2 separate regions of the Xenopus tropicalis genome follow, and region 1 is linked to region 2. The links are chromatin contacts, called in public Hi-C maps. All regions are on one chromosome and are shown on one strand. Each heading gives the region's core, a stretch centred on a gene start, on an enhancer-like site or on the middle of the called end of the contact. The rest is flanking DNA. Distances are from core to core; before and after follow the strand shown.

Region 1 (5,914 bases), core at 1,715-4,214, 160 kb after region 2:
ACAGTAGGGGGGCCTTTTGCGCAAAGGGCCCTTTGCGCATACAGTAGGGGGGCCTTTGGCACATACAGTAGGGGGGCCTTTGCGCATACAGTAGGGGGGCCTTTGCGCATACAGTAGGGGGCCCTTTGCGCATACAGTAGGGGGCCCTTTGCGCATACAGTAGGGGGGCCCTTTGCGCATACAGTAGGGGGGCCTTTTGCGCATACAGTAGGGGGCCTTTGGCACATACAGTAGGGGGCCCTTTGCGCATACAGTAGGGGGCCTTTGCGCATACAGTAGGGGGCCTTTGCGCATACAGTAGGGGGCCCTTTGCGCATACAGTAGGGGGGCCCTTTGCGCATACAGTAGGGGGGCCTTTGGCCATACAGTAGGGGGCCCTTGCGCATACAGTAGGGGGGCCTTTGCGCATACAGTAGGGGGGCCCTTTGCGCATACAGTAGGGGGGCCTTTGGCACATACAGTAGGGGGCCCTTTGGCACATACAGTAGGGGGCCCTTTGCGCATACAGTAGGGGGGCCTTTGCGCATACAGTAGGGGGCCCTTTGGCACATACAGTAGGGGGCCCCTTTGCGCACATACAGTAGGGGGCCTTTGCGTAGGGGCCCTTTGCGCATACAGTAGGGGCCCTTTGCGCATACAGTAGGGGCCTTTTGCGCATACAGTAGGGGGCCTTTGCGCATACAGTAGGGGGCCTTTGCGCATACAGTAGGGGGCCTTTGCCGCATACAGTAGGGGCGCATACAGTAGGGGGCCTTTGCGCATACAGTAGGGGGCGCGCATACAGTAGGGGCCTTTGCGCATACAGTAGGGGGGCCCTTTGCGCATACAGTAGGGGCATACAGTAGGGGGGCCTTTGCGCATACAGTAGGGGGCCTTTGCGCATACAGTAGGGGGCCCTTTGGCACATACAGTAGGGGGCCTTTATACAGTAGGGGCCCTTTGCGCATACAGTAGGGGCCTTTGCGCATACAGTAGGGGGGCCCCCTTTGCGCATACAGTAGGGGGCAGTAGGGGGCCCTTTGCGCATACAGTAGGGGCCCTTTGCGCATACAGTAGGGGGGCCCTTGCGCATACAGTAGGGGGGCCCTTTGCGCATACAGTAGGGGGCCTTTTGCATACAGTAGGGGCCTTTGGCCATACAGTAGGGGGCCCTTTGCGCATACAGTAGGGGGGCCCTTTGCGCATACATAGGGGCAGTAGGGGGCCTTTGCGCATACAGTAGGGGGGCCTTTGCGCATACAGTAGGGGGCGCATACAGTAGGGGGGCCTTTGCGCATACAGTAGGGGGCCCTTTGGCACATACAGTAGTTTGCGCATACAGTAGGGGGGCCTTTGGTAGGCACATACAGTAGGGGCCCTTTGCGCATACAGTAGGGGGGCCTTTGCGCATACAGTAGGGGCCTTTGCGCATACAGTAGGGGGCGCATACAGTAGGGGGGCCTTTGCGCATACAGTAGGGGGGCAGTGCGCATACAGTAGGGGGCGCATACAGTAGGGGCATACAGTAGGGACATCAGTAGGGGCATACAGTAGGGGGCCCTTTGCGCATACAGTAGGGGGGCGCGCATACAGTAGGGGGGCCCTTTGCGCATACAGTAGGGGCCCTTTGCGCATACAGTAGGGGCGCATACAGTAGGGGGCCTTTGCGCATACAGTAGGGGGCCCTTTGCGCATACAGTAGGGGGCCCTTTGCGCATACAGTAGGGGCCCTTTTACAGTAGCCTTTGCGCATACAGTAGGGGGGGCCTTTTGCGCATACAGTAGGGGGCCCTTTGCGCATACAGTAGGGGGGCACTTTTGCGCATACAGTAGGGGGGCCTTTGGCACATACAGTAGGGGGCCCTTTGCGCATACAGTAGGGGGCCCTTTGCGCATACAGTAGGGGCCCTTTGCGCATACAGTAGGGGCCTTTGCACATACAGTAGGGGCCCTTTGCGCATACAGTAGGGGGCCACAATACAGTAGGGGGCCCTTTGCGCATACAGTAGGGGGCCCTTTGCGCATACAGTAGGGGGCGCATACAGTAGGGGGCATACAGTAGGGGGGCACATACAGTAGGGGCCCTTGCGCATACAGTAGGGGGGTAGGGGGCCCTTTGCACATACAGTAGGGGGGCCCTTTACAGTAGGGGGCCCTTTGCGCATACAGTAGGGGGCCCTTTGCGCATACAGTAGGGGGGCCCTTTGCGCATACAGTAGGGGGGCCCTTTGCACATACAGTAGGGGCCTTTGCACATACAGTATGGGGGGCCCTTTGCACATACAGTAGGGGGGCCCTTTGCGCATACAGTAGGGGCCCTTTTCGCATACAGTAGGGGGCCCTTTGGCACATACAGTAGGGGGGCCCTTTGCGCATACAGTAGGGGTTTTTTTCGCAAACAGTAGGGGGGCCCTTTGCGCATACAGTAGGGGGGCCCTTTGCGCATACAGTAGGGGGGGTTCGCATACAGTGGGTGGGTGGGTGCAGGGGGCTGTGCTGTTGCTGCTGGGAATTACAATGGGGCAAACTATAGCGCAATACACATGGCATATCGCTATTAAAGGGCTAAACGTGGGGAAAAGCTGCCAGGCAGTGCCCTCTCACCTGTGTCGCTGCGACTGATAGAGGGACACAAGCTTTATACTCACAAGGGTGAAATGCACAATGGCATCATAGAAGAGCCAGACAAGCACCCATCTGTCAGTGGCCGAACTCTTCCCGCCCAGGCGCCGAGCAAGGGCCCAGCCGAGCAGCAGCTGAGCGGCACAGGCAGCCAAGGAGCACACCGTCACGGAGCTGATTAAGGCTGGGGGCTGCGCTGACTCTGCCATGGCTCCGCTCTGAGGAATCGCACATCTAGTACTGGCTTCCAACCCGGGGAGAGTCAGGGCCGGGGTACAGACCGCAGAGCTGACTGGCTGATCGGAGGATCGGCTCATGTGGAACCCGCCCCCTCACCATGGCAACATCGGCTGCCAGCTTCTATCTCATTCCCGTGTTACAAAGTGCAAGTTTCTGTAGGTTACTGATAAATACTGATAGAAACTGATAGATACTGACACATACATATAGATACTGATAGAAACTGATAAATACTGATGCATACATATAGATACTGATAGAAACTGATAAATACTGATGCATACATATAGATACTGATAGAAACTGATAAATACTGATGCATACATATAGATACTGATAGAAACTGATGCATACATGTAGATACTGATAGAAACTGATGCATACATATAGATACTGATAGAAACTGATAAATACTGATGCATACATGTAGATACTGATACATACTCCCACAGCTGGCCCCTTCTGACTATAACCCCTGTAGCCTCATTGTCCCATTTACCTGCGTCTATTCACATCTCACTGTAACACAGTATTGCTCACACAACTGACACTTGTTGGAGAGATTATATAGTGTATAATGTACCCAATCTTGTAAACCATAAGCATATTATAAGTCACAGCGGGGTTTTGTAACCATATAAAGGTACCAAGACAAAGGCTGAGTGCTTTTATACAGGTCATGGAATTCTGAGGTGACATTTTATCTTCACAATTTTTAACATGGGTCATAATTTATTATGATACACAATTTACAGTGAGTCTGACAGACATGACTGAGTGCCAATGACATCACTAATTATTGTTTATAACAGTGATCTCCAAGGAGTGGCTCAGGGGCAACATGTCGCTCACCACTCCCAGTTGCCTCAAAGTAGGTGCCCATTTTGTTTTTTTTTAAATTTTTGGCTTGGAGACAAGTTTTGGAAGCATAAAAACACAGTTTTACTCCAAGCAGAGCCTTCTGTAGGCCAGCAGTCCATGTGGAGATGCCAAATAACCAATCACAACCCTTATTTGCCTGCTAGGTGCATCACTGGGCTCAATCACAGGACAAAGGCTGTAGTTAGCCATAGTGCCAAAAATATTGTCATTTGTTTCTTTAAAGGTAAATAAAAAAAATCAAATGATAGTTGGTTAGATATATGCACAATTTGGTCACCAACCTGGATGAACAAAGTCCACCAATCCATTACATCAGCCTGCAGTCAGGTGGGAGCCTGGGTTAAGTGCATACTGGTGTCTATAATGTATGAAAATCTGTGTGTGGCCATCTTAGTGACCCGGCACATCTCCATCTCAGGCTGTGGCATTGTTTGTGGCTTCCCAGTATCAGGCCTCAGGCAGGTAGCTGAAGTAAATGCTTTTATTTCTGTGCTTCCCACCGTCTTTTGTCTATTGAAAGTGAGCCTTAGATTGCTTGGTAGAACACGGATGTGAATAATTCAAATACTATATGGAGGCCTCCGGGAAGGCTTGAGATAGCAGTGCTAATCATGGTTGGCTTCAGAGCTTTAGCTCTCCATATAGCACTGCAATGCCATGCCTGCTGGAGGGCTCCATTTAGTATTTGTATGATTATTATATTAATATAATCTGATCTGATCTGTGTACAAGTGCTATGTTGTATAACTGGCCCACAATGAAGTAAAGGTTGAAGCCAAAGGCAGTATGATACTAATAGTGCACAAGTACCCAACATTCCCATTAGCAATGATGTGAGTCAGTGCCGTACACACACACAAATAAAAATATAGTATTTGATAGCAGCTTTTTATTGGTTACAAAACCTAAGCCCATATACAAAATTAGGAACACATTTTGATGCCTCTTCTGAAAGAACATTTTAGTCTATTTAAACAGTTATTATAAAAGAAAATGCATTTTCAAACACTGTTTTGAAAACTTAAAAGTGCAGCAATAATCTTTGTTTTTTCCATTTTTTCTATTTTTGTAACTTTTCAATGACGCAATCCCTGTCAAAACTTGATATGGTCACAGGCCCAGAAAAGCGAACCAAAACCCTTGGTTAGCGCTTTAAAGTAGTCATATACCCTTTAAAGGCTTTAGCACACACTCCAACCTGCCAATGAAGTTTCCTTGCCAAAGAATTCCTTCCGGGTACAACTGTTGCAGCATCATGGCGGAACTGCCATTTCCCAGGCTCCCTGCAAGCACCGACAACACTGAACAAGTTGACACTATTTGTAAAATTTAGAGGTTGAATGGTTAGAAAGAAAAAAAAAAAAAAAAATACTGCACGTGTAACAGTGTCACCGAGGCTTCGTTTTGCGATGTGACCATATCAAGTTCTGACTTTAAAGGTAACTTTTAAGTTAAACACCACACATTTAGACTCGAGGGTGCGAATGGGATGCACTTAAACGATATGAAGTTTCAACTCTAAACTCTGGGATAGGGGAAAGAAAAAAAGGCACAATGAACTTCAACTCAATTTTTATGTGCACAAGAGTTGAATCAGTTTTGAGCCACCTTAAAGAGAAATTGATTCTAAAATTTATAAAACCTATAAATAATCAGAGGCCAAACTGCTCTATTAAAACAGATTCTTTAGCAAGTAAAAATCTTGCAGTTTAAACATACGCTTGTATCATTGTGGCGATACAAGACCAACCCCCCCCTCTTTAAAGTGGCTCCACCTTGGCAGATATATATTGTAATGAAAGCACATCTGCTGTGTTGTTCTTCAGTAACAGGACTGACGGACAGGGAAGCTGACCCACAAAACTCAGATGGCGCCTGTTCTCCATAATACAGTAAACATTAACCAATTCAGATAAGTAGTTTGAATTCCTCTATCCCTTCACATCACTTCACTGGGAATTGTCAAACGCAAATACATTGCGTTTTTAGTGTCTGAGTCTCAATGACATGTTCCTAGTCACTCAGGCAACTGTAGCTTCGACCACAAAAAAAAAAAAAAAAACTCTAAAAGTCAAGAGTTTGTGAAAGTAAAAAGCAATTATAGTTGTAATATTTCACAATCTTAGCAGGTTCTAACTGTTATGGCGGCCAGGCCAGGATTAAGCAAGCAGATAATCCCGGCCTCTTTTCG
Region 2 (5,655 bases), core at 1,973-4,472:
AGCACAGCGCATGTTCATTTAGGGTCGCTGAGTTTGTTGAGACAAAATTGTCACTTGCTAAAGTCCTCAGAAGAGCACGTCAAGCAGTGCATAACTATAGAGGAAGCAGACCCCATTGCGGGAGGACTGGGGTCTGTGGCTGGTTCCGCTATAGCCCACTCTACTACCGTAAAATTTGCACACCTACTACAATGGACCTGGCTCCCTGTCATTACGCCGCTGAATTGGCACCTTTTCATCAATTCATATTTTGGTTTTAGTTCTTCTTTAATACATTTCTTCATATTTAATGTCAGCAAAATAATTGTGGGGCGATAACTGCACTAAAAAAAGAAAGAAAATCTAATTAAGCTTAGTTTAGCCTTTAAATGATAAAATTCCAGAGATCGAGGGTTATGTATTGGTTGCTTTGTATACTTATACAGTATCTGTATTGAATATGCGTATAATATACTACCATGTGGTTTTAGACACACAATGTTACATTCTACCTTCTTTTTGTATATTGAATCAAATCTCTCTGTATAATCTGTTATAAATTTTTAATCGTTCCAAAGATAAGAGATGTTAGCTCCAGCCTGACACCACTCATCCCCGCACTTGTGCTCTTTTGGCTACTGCTGGCTGGTAGCATTGGATCTTAGCATCAGTTTTTAGCAGTGCAAATCAAACAACATATTGTTGAATGTAACTGTTATAGAATGCAAAAAACTGGAATAGATCTAGACACTACTGTAAGGGGCAGACTTATCGAAATGTGAGTTTAGAGCTTAATACATAAAAACTCATGTTCTGTTCATTCCTATGGGATTTTTAAAAGTGTATTTATCAGTGATTAAAAGTCAGAACGCACCATTTGATAATGAATAGAACATAACCTAACTTTATATTACCAATGTAAAGGTAGTGAGTTGCATCAATAACTGCTACCAACTTGTGCAAGGCAAATTCAGATGCTGATGGCCTTATTAGAATCCTGGAAATCATGCCATTCCCACAACGTAAATATTTTTTAGCAACATTCATGCAATTTGCAAAACACCCATGCTAATGAGAATATGTATTGTTGCATTAAACAGACATTTTAGCGTATGCATATTAGTGTGCACCTACGTTGACACTGGAATTCTGGGTAAAACATAGAACTGTGGGTAAAACATGTCACTTTGCATCCAAAGATGACATTTTGCACCATGCACTGACTTCGTAAATGTCCCTAATATCTCTTCTTTAGAACTTGACAGAATTTAAAATAGATTAGACTTAGTGACCAACCCAGATAATGACAAATAAATTTAAAATGTAATTTCATGATAGTTTCTGTTTAAAGAAGGGGTTAGAGGTGCAGAGCTTGCATTCAAACATTGTAAACATCCAAGAGCAACAGAAATCTGCAATGACTTATTGTTTTATTTTGCATTGTAATAAACACACTTGTATCAACTGTTATACCTTAAGAATGCTATTTTTATAAATAATACATTATTTTTGTAAAGCTGTGTGTTTGGGTATTTTCTTTGTTACATCTGTTCAATAACAACAAATTTTTCATCTCTGTTTCTTACTATGACAATCAATCCAACTTAATCATCTAATATATTAAGGCTGATGCCACAACAGTCTTGAACGGTTACCATGTGTAAAATAATAGACTTGTGGTAGAATTGGCCTCATTGGAACAATTACAGCAAAAAATAAGTGATTTATAGTAATTAAAATATAATGTACTGTTCTGCTCTGGTAAACATTGTGTGTTTGCTTTAGAAACCCTACTATAGTTTATATAAACAAAACTGCTGTGTAGCCATGGGGGTAGCTTTTCAAACTGGAATAGGGCCAAATGGCACAGGTTACGTGGCAAATACAGACTCTGTAACACCATTGTATTGTACACAGCTTATCTGCTCTTTGGTGCCTGTATATAAATACACCCCACCTGTAAGGGGGTGCATTATATTGTTCTGTAATTTACAATTCCTGTGTAGTACAGTAGGTGGCAGCAGTTCCTAATCTTGGGCCTTTCTAGGGTTTTCCCCAGGAAACATAGGAAGAAGGAGACTAAAAGCCCTAGAGCCTATATAAGGTTTATTGCACAGAGAAAGCATGTCTTTGGCCATGATAGCTACTCCAGGGCAGTCAGTGACAGAATAGAGGGAAGTGGTGAAACCAGGGCATCATTATGCCTGTAGGCATAATGGCAAAGCTGTCAACTCCACCTGTATTTTCAGGAAATACCCCTTTATTGCCCTTGCCTCTGGTCTCTTATCACCCTACTGCATTTTCCTGATTTTTTTTTTAAGTTTTGGGGCATGAATGCACTGTAGGGGAGTATAAGTGCATGTACGGGTAGCTTTCAGCGTCTTCAGGAGAGCATTAGTGCGTGCACATGATGTCACATCTGGTTAGTCACGAAAATTTTAGCAGGGTCTCCCGAATTTCAATTAACTGAGGTAGATAGCTCTGTAGTGGTTAGCCAAGGAAATGAGTGGGTGGGATTTGGGGCAGGGGCTTGCCTTGGGTGCCCACAAACGTGGCAATGGGAACTGCTTAAATTGCAAGAACACAGTTTAGTTTATTGCACAATTAACAACATGCAACATAAAGGACTAATACAGGTATGGGACCTGTTATCTAGAATGCTTGGGACCTGGGGTTTTCTGGATAAGGGATCTTTCCGTAATTTGGATCTCCATAGCTTGTCTGCTAAAAATCATTTAAATATTGAATAAACCCAATAGGATTGTTCTGCCCCCAATAAGGATTAATTATATCTTAGTTGGTATCAAGTACAAGGTACTGTTTTATTATTATAGAGAAAAATTAAATACATTTTAAAAATTAGAATTATTTGCTTATAATGGGAGTCTATGGGAGATGGCCTTTCCATAATTTGGAGCTTTCTGGATAAGCGATCCCATACCTGTACAACAAACATGATCATGAGCACACATGTGAGGATCAAAAGCAAATACAGAACAGCTTGTGTTCTGGCTACTTCATACGATATCTGTTCACTCCAGCCTTTATAGATTACATTTTTGGCTAACTAACTATATTAAAAAAATCTTTTTATTTTGCACAGCCTATGTATTTACCCAGTTTCATTTTTACACCGAACTGTTCCTTTAGCTTAGAGTTAGAGTGGGTGTGGCTCTGCTGTGACCTGAAGAAACATTGAACATAATGCTCTGATTGGCTTACAGATTAACACTTCAGTTATACTTTGATTGGATTTGTGGTAAGTCAATCACTTATCCATACTCTGATTGGCTGGTGGTGCAGGAGACAGCTCTGGATTGAATTTGTAGAAGTTGCTGAAGATGTGGGGAAAGCATATTTGTGAGAATAATGGAAGTGTGGTAAGGCTGTTGTAGGACAGGGATGGCTGCCACTTGCTTAGAGAACAGTCATTTCCCAAGTTTCTCACTCTGTAGTGTCACATGATCCTTGTGGGCGTGTAATGCTCGCTGGGAGCTGAATCCTTAGCAGAAGCTAAGGGGGGTGGGGGCAGTCAGTGCCTTTGTGTGCAGTAGAGCTGTACATGTACCCTACACTGGATGTGTAATTAGGGCACCCAGAGGCTGACCCCCATAGCCCCTCCCCTCTCTCAGGATTGCCCATGTGCATCCACATACTAAAGCACTGGGAAACATGGAAGTTTTCTGCGCGTCCTGTCCCCAGTGCTTCATATGTGAGCAAAGTTTAGATACGGCTGGGCTAAATTTGTGCTGCCCTAGGCCTGGGCCTTTGTGCCCCCCCCCCCCCCACCCTCGTGCTGCACCTCCCGGCTCTGACCGCGCCACTATATTTAAAGGAGAAGGGCCGGGGAGGGGGGACTATGGTACAGCAGATCCCATGGTCTGGGCCCCCCTGTGTCCGTGGAGTCTGCTGTATACTTAGTTACGCCACTGTATGAGTATGTGTGTACAATATGTGTGGCAGGGTATAGTTGTGTATCTGTGTACATGGTATATGTTGAGTATAAAATGCAAACATAGTCCACAGTGTTGCACAATACATGGGTGTATGCATTGAACATACAGATTCCATACAATGATATGACCTAGACAAGAGGTAATGTGTGCCCTGCCCTAAAGAACTTACATGGACAAATGATTTCTCTTAAGCAGATATTTAGTGTTTTCATCTCTGTGTATTATCAACTGCTGTTTGGAAATTTACTTGCATTTTTGAATAATAATAAATTTTTACATACCATTTCACTATCTTCTGATCTGTAGCAGAGCTTAAACTGAATTAGCCTTCCCAAACAAATTATCATCCGCCCGTGGTGCCCACATGTCATAGCTCCACCTGCTTTGATCCACCTGCTGACATCCCAGATCCACCCTTTACTCCTGGAGTGCCCTCCCCAGCTGGTAAGTTTTATTTTAAAAAGTGCCAACTCTACCCACATTATGGACTCAAAAATGGTAGTGGGGTTTGGGCAGTTTGATGGGAGTTTCAGTGCATTGTTGGGGTGTGGTCTAATTTGTTTCTTTCAAATACTGGGTGGAACATGAGGTATACATACCCTGCACTACTCACTTGAGACTTATCTCGTGGTGCACCCAGCATGGTACTAGGTCCCCCTCGGTGGACTAAAGCTGCCTTTGCTCACTGCCTTGACTGTTTCTCACCCATATGGTTAGCTATAACATTAACTACCTCCTACTCTAGTTAAGCTTCTCCATCTCATGTCTGGCTTGTTCTGATGGCTATAGTTATTACCCTCTCACAACTTTTCTGGGGATGCAAGTACTTTTTTCTCTTTCCTACTTGCATAAATGAAAATATTTTCATAACAGACTCCTTACTGTATTATTAAGTATTATGATAAAGGGGTAGTCGCTGGTAGAAAGACAAACGTTCAGTTTTCTGAACTCACGTGAAGTTGTCTGCAGGAAGAAACTTTTCACAACTTCAAGAAGCCACAGCAACGTGTATGCCCTTCCGCCGGCGACTTCTGTTGCTGCAGGTAGAAAGGCATTTTGGAGCAGTTAGTCGCCTACGATAGCAGAGATCTATCACGTGCAACTAATTCAATCCGTGGACCATCTACCTAAGACATCCTCGAGGGGCCATAAAAGTGATAGCAGACAAGGGATTGAGAAGAGCTGACCATGTTAGTTCTAAAATGTATGTATATAACAGAAATGGGTCTGTCTCAAATTCCTTTAAACACACACCTCTGCCCATGAGTATGAATTGCTACAATGATATGGACACGCCTTTTGCATTCAGAAAGTGGAAGTGAAATTGTTAAAGCTTTCTATTTTATGTTTGAGGTCTGCGAAACTGATTCAGTAAGAACCTTCCTAATTGCAAGAGCATCTCAGCACTGCCATGCCGAATTGTACACCACCTCGGAGAGAGTGTGCCTTCTGTCATCTGAGGGAGCAGAATGAGGAGACTGGCCGCTTGTTAAAAACCCGTGATAATCATGTAACAGCCCATTTTAACTGTATGGTGAGTTGCCAGTGTGGTGAGGGCAAAAATTATTCATAGTTATATCTGTTATGTTACCTCTTGTTTAATATGTGAGTTGTTCCTAATTTCCCAAGCTTGTGTTTACTAGCATTGTACCGAACTACTCTTGTAATAGGATTGGATTAGAGATAGTAATAAACTGTTTTTGCTGATGGTATTATAAAC

What was found. Hi-C and Micro-C count contacts between places; a contact is called where the count stands out from the background.
Region 1: a Hi-C map of neurula embryo shows a contact between it and region 2, with 5 times the contacts expected there. The contact joins the promoter of ebpl here to the promoter of LOC100492496 in region 2. A contact is called at or near these places in 4 of 5 Hi-C or Micro-C datasets (brain, gastrula embryo, neurula embryo and 1 more).

Annotation. Positions count from the first base shown.
Region 1 is chr2:149,362,835-149,368,748 of UCB_Xtro_10.0, forward strand. ebpl (emopamil-binding protein-like) reads right to left here and starts at 2,965. Exons shown (of 4, transcript XM_002935736.5): 1 at 2,628-2,965. The coding sequence starts at 2,918.
Region 2 is chr2:149,202,855-149,208,509 of UCB_Xtro_10.0, forward strand. It overlaps LOC100492496 (PHD finger protein 6), which reads left to right and starts at 3,223. Exons shown (of 6, transcript XM_012957871.3): 1 at 3,223-3,359; 2 at 4,242-4,379; 3 at 5,289-5,469. The coding sequence starts at 5,347. setdb2 (SET domain bifurcated 2) reads left to right here. Exons shown (of 13, transcript NM_001102724.2): 13 at 1-1,495.